Regions from separate parts of the Mus musculus genome. Here region 2 is linked to region 1. The links are chromatin contacts, called in public Hi-C maps. All regions are on one chromosome and are shown on one strand. Each heading gives the region's core, a stretch centred on a gene start, on an enhancer-like site or on the middle of the called end of the contact. The rest is flanking DNA. Distances are from core to core; before and after follow the strand shown. Region 1 holds the start of Hdac6 (histone deacetylase 6). Region 2 holds the start of Ftsj1 (FtsJ RNA methyltransferase homolog 1 (E. coli)).

Region 1 (5,254 bases), core at 1,445-3,944:
TTTCCACAGTATTGAACTGAACAATTCTCCACTAGTACACATGGCTGCCAGGCTCTTTAAGGAGATGTGTTACCGGTGCAGAGAAGATCTGATGGCAGGAATCATCATTGTAGGCTGGGACCCTCAAGAAGGAGGGCAGGTGTCCTCTGTACCCATGAAGGGTATGATGGTAAGACAATCTTTTGCCACCGGAGCCTCCGGAAGCTCATACATCTATGACTATGTTGGTGCTATCCATCCTGAAGGCACGACCAAGGACGAATGTCTGCAGTTCACTGCCAATGCTCTCTCTTTGGCTAGAAAACACGAAGGCTCCAGTGGAGGAGTTATCCGCTTGGCAACCATTCAAGGATCAGGGGTAGAGCGGCAGGTGCTTTGAGGAGACCAGATCCCCAAGTTTACCACTGCCACTTTGTCACCTCCCTGAAGCCTAGATGCAAAAGCTAATAAACAGTGTTAAAGAAAAAAATAAGTAAACAAATATAATTTTTAAAACAAATGGTTGGCTGGGTGGTGGTGGCGCATGCCTTTAACCCCAGCACTTGGGAGGGAGAGGCAGGCAGATTTCTGAGTTCGAGGCCAGCCTGGTCTACAAAGTGAGTTCCAGGACAGCCAGGGATATACAGAAAAACCCTGTCTCAAAAACAAACAAACAAACAACAAAAAATACCAAACAAACAAACAAAAAACCCCAAATGGTTGTTAAGCTGGGCAGTGCTGGCACATTCCTTTAATCCCAGCACTTGAGAGGCAGAGGCAGGTGAATTTCTGAGTTCGAGGCCAGCCTGGTCTATAAAGTGAGTTCCAGGACAGCCAGGGATATACAAAGAAACCCTGTCTCAAAAAAAAAAAAAAAAAAAAAAAAAAAAAAAAAAAAACCAACCAACCAAACAAACAAAAAAACCAAATGGTTATTAAGCTGGGCAGTGCTGGCACATTCCTTTAATCCCAGCACTCGGGAGGCAGAGGCAGGTGGATTTCTGAGTTCAAGGCCAGCCTGGTCTACAGAGTGAGTTCCAGGACAGCCAGGGCTACACAGAGAAACCCTGTCTCGAAAATCCAAAAAGAAAAACCAAAACAAACAAAAAACCCAAATGACTGTTGCTGTTTTGTTTGTTTGTTTAAGAAAGATTAACTGGGCACAGTGTTGCCCAGCTGCTCAGAAAGCTGAGACATGAAGATCCCTTGAGGCCAGAAGTTCTAAGCAGCCTGGACATGAAAGCAAGGTCATTTTTAAAAGAAAGGAAGTGTATCATAAAGATTAGATGTGGATGCAAAGCCTAAGCTATTTGCAATCTTAGCTTTTATAAGGTTTACTGAGCCCCGTTGTGCAGGAACCGTCTCTATTGTTCGGCTGGCGGGCATCACCATCCTAGAATGTTTTTAGGTATTATTATTATTTTCTTTAGTGTGTGTAGATTTAGATAGCCCGTGCTGAGAACATGTTCTGTGCTGAGAACATGGAGGACTGAAACTGGCATTTGCAAGAGGTTCAGAGGGTCTGGCTGCTGGAGTATGGAACTGTCAATCTATTTGCTAGTCAGTGATGCAGAACTCCAGATGGATTCTTTCTGGTCTCTGCCAACAGGTCCTTAGGAAACGATGTCCTTGACATGGGGAGATCAGGACAACTCGGCCACCTGTGGGATTTATACTTAGAAGGGATGGCCATCTCAAAGAGTCACAGGGACAATTTTCCTTCCTCGGTCCACCACATGCTGTAAGTTTGATGACTCGGTGGAGGGGGACAGGTAGGCTGAGCTCCCATTCAGGAGACACTGTCCTTCGAAAGTCCATTCTGGCCTTGGTACTAGCATCTCAATTTTCCAGGTAAGGAAACAGGACAGAACTGTGACCTGTCCAAGATCTAAATCTAAGTCCCCGTGTGTGTAGTCTACAGAGCAGCTTTACAATGCAAACTACCTCACGAAAGTCGGGCTTTCTGACATAGTGAGCAGCCCCACCCCTGCCTCACCTCGTAGAGACTCCTTCCAGTCCCCATTTCCGCTGCAGAACATTAATAGCTAACATTTGGGGATGCTTCTTGAATACCATCGCAGTGGCCACCAGCTCAGAAACTTATCAGCATTTACTATCACGCTCATTTTGGCTGCCACCAGCCAAAGTCTATTATTAGCGTTTATCTCCAACTAGTCACCCGCAGGCGCGAGTTACGTCAACGCCAAAAGCAGCTCGGGAATCTAGCTTCTTTGATTTGTTCTCGAATCACTGCACAACACAACTGATGTGGATCCGTAGGTCTCCTAGGATGACTAGCCTGGACTTGAGACTGGCAGCCATAGCCAGTCAGAACGACCGCAGCGGCGAATGCGGGGGTGGGGTGTGCGTGCGTGTGTGTGGGGAGGGGTGGTAGCGCTAGGGGCAGATCCGGGTCTCGAACTAGGGAGTAGCACCCCACGCAGGCGCAGTATGATCAGTTTCCATGGCCAAGCTCGCGAGAGGTGTGGTTTGCGCCTGAAGCGTTGTGGGCGGACTGAATCCATGTTGGGGGCTGGACGTGGGCGGGCAAATGAAAAAGCTCAGCCCAATGGAAAAGAAGGGATCAGGTGCCCGGGGCCACACAGGTCGCCGGGAATTTGGCGGCGTGAGCCTAGGGCGGAGTTTGAAAAGGAGGCAGAGCTCAGTGAGTAGGGACGGAAGGATTGGCCAGCGTCGGTGGCTGGGCGGGAGATGGGCGGAGGCTTGGAAGGGGCTGAGGGAGCCTGGTTAAACGGTAGGCGTCTGGGAAGGGGGTGGGGTCTGAAGGATTCTGATCGAAAGGGGCAGTCCTCGGAGCAGCGGGGCACGGGGAAAGCTCGGGGCGAGATCTGCGCGAGTGGAAGGCGCTGGTTCGGCCCTGCAGGAGGTGGAGTTGAGTGAGTCTTTAAAGGTGCTGCCGAGGCCGCGGCAGCCCGGTCTGGCGGACTAGAAAGGTGGGTGATTTTTCTGGGGAAATAGGCTGAAGCGGGCAGGTTGCAGAAGCCAAGCGTTCCGGGCGCAGATTAGAGGTATGAAAGGATGTGGGAAGTGGATGGGGGGGGGGCGGTGATTGGGTAGGGCAGGCCTAAGAAGAGCCTGATTGAGCCTGGGGTTACCTCGTTTAGTGAATAGGCAAAATGAGGAAAGAGAATCGGATAAAAGCAGCGAGGTCCAGGGGGACCGGACAGGACCAGGTTTCCTCTAGCAGAAGATGGCCTGGGGGGTGGGGGCGGTTTAGAAGGCTCGGGAATGGACCCGGTGAAGGCTGCGATCTAGACTAGGGGGCGGGGCCGAGGAAGGGACAGGGATGTGGGGTCCTCTGGACACTCCAGCTGCCTCACCAACTACACCTTTGCTAGAGCCTTTCCAGGAGCTGAGGCTCTTCAGCCATGACCTCCACCGGCCAAGATTCTTCTACTAGACAGCGAAAGAGTAGGCACAATCCCCAGTCACCCCTTCAGGAATCCAGCGCCACCTTGGTGAGGCCCCAGACCTGCCCTGATGGGGGGGGGGGGTGGAGGGTGAAGCCAGCCAGCCATGTCCAGACTCTGATTTTTCTGTCTGATTGGCAGAAGCGTGGTGGAAAGAAGTGTGCTGTACCCCACTCCAGCCCCAATCTAGCGGAGGTAAAGAAGAAAGGCAAAATGAAGAAGCTGAGCCAACCAGCTGAAGAGGACCTAGTTGTGGGGCTTCAAGGGCTGGTGAGAGAGACCTGGCTGCAACTTGGCCTTCTTTACCAAACAAAACAGTGATTCCCCCCCCTCCCCCCCCCCATCCAGGACCGATGGTATGAAGTGTTTTCTCTGATTGTAGTCCAGAGTGAATCTGGGTTTCTTTTCTTTGCCCCTGCAGGATCTGAACCCTGAGACAAGAGTGCCAGTTGGTACTGGATTGGTGTTTGATGAACAACTAAATGACTTCCATTGCCTTTGGGATGACAGGTGGGTGAGGCTGGCACCTCCAAATGATCCCCAAACTAGAACATTTCCACAAGTGCCCCTTTCTTCTCACAAACAAGAGTGAATTTTTGCTGCTTCTAGCCTGTAGTCTGGAAGCAGGTGATTTAGGGAGATGGGGATCATTCTTGAAAGATTTCTCTGTTAAGCCAATAAACAGTTATCAAGAGTCTCCTGTGTGCCGAGACTTAGTGATAGATGTGAGCAATAGAAAAGTCCCTTCTCCGCTGGCCGGTGAGTGTGCAGGGAGATCATTAAACCCCCAACAGCGGTATAAACTGTTCAATGAAGACCAAATGACTGGGCACTCCAGGTCTCTGTAGCCTAGGCAGCCTGGAACTCACTATGTAGTCTATGTCAGCCTCAAACCTTTGATAAGCCTCCTGTCTTAGCCTCTCGAGTGCTCAGATTTCCCAAACGAGCCACTACACTTGGCTAGACGTTAGATTGTTAGAGGGTCCTCGCCTAACTAGCAGGAGCCGTCCTTGAGAAGGAGACATGTATGCTGAAAAAACCTCTTATTTGCGCTCTACTTCTTAAAGAAATCTGTTTATTCTTTTTGGCCCTATCTTTAAAATAGATTCGCTATCTGACTTCTTCCCCCTGGTCCCCTGCTTCCAGCCTTCGCATTAAAGCCTAAAAAATACATTTGAGATGACGTTTCCTTCCTTTCTTAAAATACTTCAAGGCCAGAACTTTGCTCTTAAGGTAAAGTCGGCATTCTTTAGACTGGCCTCTAAGGTTGCACAGGATTTGGCCTTTGTGACCTGTTCAGCCAGGCCTCTCCTCACGAGCTCCAGGTCACTTAACGCACGCTGGCCACCTTCTCGTCTTTCAGTGTGCCAGTCACCCTCTCGCCTTGGGTCTTTACCCTTGACTGATTCCTCTTTGAACTTTCACAACTATGGAGACTCACAGAAGCCTTTGACTGGCCACTACCTCTCTCACATCTGTTCTTAGCTATTTTACTAGCCTCTGCCATTGTCTGTTAATCATTACACTGATATTTGCAAATATAGTAGCCGTCTTCCCCCATCCCGACCTAAAACTAACTCATGATGTCAAGAGGCTTTCTTTATGGTACATTTGTTGAGGCTATAGCCGTAAACAAAGCTGCCTTCAAAAGTAACCAAGAGGTGACCTCTCCAGTGTTAGAGTGGAGGAGCTCAGGTGGGAGGGAGAGTGAGGTTTGACTGGAAGGGGTGCTTCCCTTTGGAATACAATAGCTAGGGGGTATTGCTAACATTTGAGCAAAGATACAGAGGGTTGGAGGAGGCTAAAGGACTGAGCCGTGAGTCATCACTGAAAAGACTTCCAGG
Region 2 (5,254 bases), core at 1,358-3,857, 300 kb before region 1:
CAAAACAAAATAAAATCTAAAAATAACTTTTTTAAAGAATTACTTATTTATTTTATGTATGTGAGTACACTGTTGCTATCTTCAGACACACCAGAAGAGGGCATCAGATCCCTTTACAGATGGTTGTGAGCCACCCATATGTGGTTGCTGGGAATTAAGAGCATTTTAACTATTGAGCCATCTCTCCAGCTCCTAAAAATAACATTTTAAGAATTCAGCAGTACACTGGAAACAACATATATAGGTTTTCACAAGTAAGCTTGTTCAATTTTGAGAATTTTGTAAACTGACTGTTAAATAACTATTGTTAATATTGAAACGCTAGGGCTGAAGAGTTGGCTCTGTGGTCAAAAGTCCTTGTTGCCCTTGAAGAAAACCCAGTTTCAGTTCCCAGCACTGACATGATAGCTTACCATCATCCTGACTCCAATTCCAGGGTCTGACACCTCCTGAACTCCTTAAGCTGCAGACGTGCATGTTTTCTGCATATACATGTAGAAAAAGAACACTCATACATATAAAATTAAATTGATCTTTAAAATGAAATGCTGATTAATCTCAGCATTAAGAAGGCAGAGGCAAACAGATCTCTGCGAATTTGAAGCTAGCCTGGACTACATAATGAGTTCTAGGACACCCAGAGCTACATAGTAACTCTCTGAGAACCTGTCTCAAAGAAATAAAATAAGAAATTCAGAACACTAGGGTGGGAAAAGCTGAAACCTCAGCACTTGGCAGGTGGGGAGTGGTTTGTGGGTTGGAGATCAGCTTGACCTATGTTGAAACCATGGGGAGAGGAAGAGAAAGAAAAATAATACTGTGAACTTAACGATTAAGTGGATAGGATTTTTATGCATAATAGATACTCAAAATGTATCACTTCCCAGTTATCTGACTATATCGCATTCATTTCCTATGTTCTTGAAGCCATTTCTCTTTTTGTATGGTCGAATTAATACATAATGATGTCCTGCTGCACCTGTGTTTAGACTACACATGGGTGACTTAAAATCTGACCAGATGATAGATAATATGTAAACCATGGAAACTAACAAATGCTACAAACAGGCCCAATCCCCTACCCTGCCAGAAGCCAGTTAACCATTTACCAGCGCATTGCTGAGAGCACTAGAATAGTGCCTAATACACAGTAAATACTTTCAATTATTGTGTTTCATGCACTAGGTCATGACATGAGCACACACACAAGAACACATACATAGGGGCTGGAGAGATGGCTCAGTGGTTGTTGGGATTTGAATTCAGCACTTCAGAAAATGAATTTTTAAAGAACATATACATATTCATACATGCATATATGCTTTAAACTTTTATTCGCCGGGCAGTGGTGGTGCACGCCTTTAATCCCAGCACTTGGGAGGCAAAGACAGGCAGATCTCTGAGTTCGAAGCCAGCCTGATCTACAGAGTGAGTTCCAGGACAGCCAGGGCTATACAGAGAAACCCTGTCTCGAAAAAACAAAAAACAAAAAACAAAAAGAAAGAAAGAAAGGAAGGAAGGAAGGAAGGAAGGAAGGAAGGAAGGAAGGAAGAAAGGAAGAAAGGAAGAAAGGAAGAAAGGAAGAAAGGAAGAAAGAAAGAAAGAAAGAAAGAAAGAAAGAAAGAAAGAAAGAAAGAGAGAGAAGGAAGGAAAAAGGAAAAACAAAAAATACAAAACTTTTATTCATTCATACATGTATTTATTCATTCGTTCGTTCGTCCGTTTATTTATTTATTTATTTATTTATTTATTTATTTATTTGGGGGAGGGGGCGCGTGACAAGTGCGCATGTTGGGGATCAAAGGACAACTTGCAGGAATCAGTCTTCTTCCATCCATGACCTTGTGTATGGGGAATCGAACTTGGGTGGTCAGATTTGGCGGCAAGAGCCTCTACTCAGTGCGTCTCGCAAATCCGTAGACATGCTTTTCAGTGGTGCGGGTGGAGGCGGTGAGGGCAGTGGTGGTGGTTAAAATGTATTAAAAAGTATTTGGAAAATATACAATTAGAAAAGGATGTGCATCCGATTAACACCGTGAATTCTAGATAGGTGATTATCCCTTCTTTTCAGATGAGGAAACTAAAGTTCTAAGGTGGCAAAATTGAAAGCACTTCAGTCAACCGGTAGAAGTAGGATTCAAAATTGCAAATCGTATGCGGTAGCTTCCCGGTAGTAAAATTCAAAATTGCTCGCCGTAGCCTCCAGGTTAGCTTGCTTTCGCAACAGACTTTTCACTTCGCGTGGTCACGCTCCACCCCCTTTGCGTAATTTCCTTTCCCTCCAGACTTAAAGAAAAATGGGCGTGGTCGTGCCCGCTGAATTTTGGGAAATGTAGTACATAGGTTAAATAACCGTCCCGATGTAAAAGGGAAAAGGCGGCCAAGTAAGTTATCTTGTCTGAGTGAGCGGGCGATGGGGGAGGGGTGGAAGTTTCCCACGTCAAGGTCTCTCCGTGTAGCCAGACTAGCCGAGAACTCAGGATCTTGCTCCGGATCGCAGCTATAGGACCCTGGCCTTGAAACAAAGAACAAAGAGCCGGTTCACAAGCCTTGCAAAACTATTGGCCAGACGATGTCAGTTGCATTCTGGGAACTGAAGTTCCTGTGACCGGGATATGTCGACACAAGATGACGAGACTAACGTCATACGTTGTGCTCCGGTCTGGATCTCCGTGGAACTGAACTGTTTTACAAAGCAAACTTTACCGCGTGGCGACAACCTCTAGGCGTGTACGACAGGCCTTCGGGTCCACTCCGAACACCAACTGGAGTCTGTAATTTTCAGTTTGCAAACTGTTCTCGAGGCTGGTGAACAGCCACGCTCTGTATCCAAGAGCTGAGGTAGGTCCTAGGGCACTGATGACTTGAAAGGGACCGAGACTGGAGGCATGCCTGCCCTGTCTCCAACTCGGGATGAGGGGATTCACTCTCGGTACTGCAGCTGCATAGTTCAGTCAAGCCCCGAGAAGCTTGCCTAGAGCAGGGAACTAGATTGTTAGGTGAACTCGAACGGGGTGCAGCATAGAGCTACACAACTGATCTGCTATCTGCTGGGCCGACTTGAAGGGTATTTGGCGGTTCTGATGGGCTGATGGTCTTTGAGGCTCTGCAGATGGTCTTAGGGATGTTACTAAAAGATGGGTCTTGAAGGTATTACACTCGTGGTGCTGTGTCTGCTGGAAAATTAATGAAGGCTAATAATAAAAGTGGTGGCTATTTGGCAGTTTACATAGTAATCGTATTGGTGAGGTTCTGGAGAGAATAACAGGTGCGTAGGCAGAGTGCTAAACTAATGGGGTCAGTGACGAAAGACAAAATAGAAGCTATATGAGTGACAGAGGTAATCTTTGTATTGATGCAAAGGATCCCAAAGGCCACTCGTGTGATCTTTGAGAGGTTGGTTGGAGGGCTGAGTTAATGGAGCTGGTAAATTGGTGTAATGGAGCCCTAACAGGTCATGGTCCTCCAGGCATTAGTGGGGATTAAGGTGGTAGTAACTAATGACTGGAAGCTTAATCTATGATGGAATTGGTGGACTGCAGAGTGGAGAGAGAGAGAGAGAGATTAGGCTATGGGAGATGGAATGAGGTTGTGTCGGGTAATAGGTGTGAAAAGCAAGGACTTAATGGAGGGAGTAGTAGGGTTCTGTGACTCTAAAGATAATGGAAATAACTAGAGACGGTCAGGTGTTGATAGAGATGAAATGGGCAGAGAAAATGGTTGCGAGAGAGATTACTTGTGTAGTGTGTCCGTGACAGTAGTTGGAAGAGAGCAGAGTCAGTAGTGGGTCCTCTGTCAGTTAACTGTGGAGTCTGTGATGTCCCTCAGAGATGGGGACCTAAATGTGATCAGAAAAAGGGCCTGAGAGTTCATGATAAGGTCCTGGGCTTCGGGTTCCATGTGTTGAATGAGCTGACTGTCGTGTGGGACCCATGAACTCAGTTAGCTGTACTTTGTTTTCTTTGACCTGCGCAGGACAGCATCAGCACACACTGTCTGCCAGCAGACTGAGATGGGACGGACATCTAAGGATAAACGGGATGTCTACTACCGCCTGGCCAAGGAGAATGGCTGGCGGGCCCGAAGCGCTTTCAAGCTCCTGCAACTGGATGAGGAATTCCAACTCTTCAAAGGTGCCTAATCTGGGGGCTAAGTGACCTGGGAGTGGAAGAGCAGGCTGCTTCTGAAGAACTCACTGTAGTAGCTGGGCTGACTTGGAGCACGGAGACGGGGAAGGAGATAGACCACAAAAGAGGAGGAGGAGGAGGGCACAGGGGCAGTGGGTAGACATAGGTTCTCCACAGGACAGAGGTGACTTTTGCCGCATCTTCTGGTCATGCAGCTGAGCAGTATGTCTTCACTGTGTGTGCACAGGTGTGAAGCGAGCGGTTGACTTGTGTGCAGCCCCAGGCAGCTGGAGCCAGGTGCTGAGCCAGAAGGTTGGGTGAGTGGAGGGGCTAGAGGGTGACCTGGGGGGCGGGGGAGGCGTGGGGCGTCAATCCGATGCTGACATGTGCTATCCACAGGGGCCAGGGTTCTGGTCAGGTGGTGGCCGTGGACTTACAGGCTATGGCTCCACTGCCAGGTGTGATACAGATACAGGGCGACATCACTCAGGTGAGTGAGAGCATGCCTACGAATATTGGGGTTATCCTGAGTGACTGCCTTCGTTTGGGGGACAGTAGAAAGGAGAAGAGAAACAAGACAATAAAAAAATGAGAAAGGCTATTTAATCCTCGAATTTTAAAAAGCTGAGGGTGAAGGATAATAAGACCAAAGCTGGCCTGAGTTATCAAAGGACTTCGAGATGGCTTGAGCAGGCAAAGCTGGCCTGAGTTATCAAAGGACTTCGAGATGGCTTGACAGCAAACCAGGTGACTGAGTTCAATCCCAAATGGTGTCCTCTGACCTCCACATGCGTATGTACCCAGACACGCACACAATTAATGAACAAATAAATGCAGTTTTAAAATATCTAAGGGGCTGGAGAGGTGGCTCAGCAGTTAAGGGCAATCACTGGTTGCTCTTCCAGAGGATATGGGTTCAATTCGGAACACCCACACAGTGGCGCACAACTGTCTGCAACTTCAGTCCCAGGGAATCAGTTGCCCTCTTCTGGCCTTCCCCCAGTTCCAGGCACACATGTGAGGCACAAACATGCATAAAGGCAAAATACCCATATACCTTAAGAAAAACAAAGGAAGAAAGGGAGAGAGGGAAATCGAGAGCATTTCTAATTAGTTTATTAATGTTG

The links. A called contact is a pair of places that touch in the nucleus more often than the background predicts.
Region 2: a contact with region 1 is called in a Hi-C map of uterus, with 5 times the contacts expected there. The contact joins the promoter of Ftsj1 here to the promoter of Hdac6 in region 1. A contact is called at or near these places in 4 of 39 promoter capture datasets (3T3-L1-derived adipocytes, the SN4741 cell line and liver), 2 of 484 Hi-C or Micro-C datasets (memory CD8 T cells and uterus) and 3 of 9 other capture datasets (adipose tissue, liver and pancreatic islet).

Annotation. Positions count from the first base shown.
Region 1 is chrX:7,945,329-7,950,582 of GRCm38.p6, reverse strand. It overlaps Hdac6 (histone deacetylase 6), which reads left to right and starts at 2,694. Exons shown (of 29, transcript NM_001130416.1): 1 at 2,694-2,933; 2 at 3,339-3,458; 3 at 3,552-3,680; 4 at 3,832-3,920. The coding sequence starts at 3,369. It overlaps Gm39488 (a long non-coding RNA gene), which reads right to left and starts at 2,438. Exons shown (of 4, transcript XR_878039.3): 1 at 1,976-2,438. It also overlaps the pseudogene Psmb6-ps.
Region 2 is chrX:8,249,759-8,255,012 of GRCm38.p6, reverse strand. It overlaps Ftsj1 (FtsJ RNA methyltransferase homolog 1 (E. coli)), which reads left to right and starts at 2,607. Exons shown (of 13, transcript NM_001290430.1): 1 at 2,607-2,841; 2 at 3,976-4,133; 3 at 4,375-4,444; 4 at 4,527-4,617. The coding sequence starts at 4,013.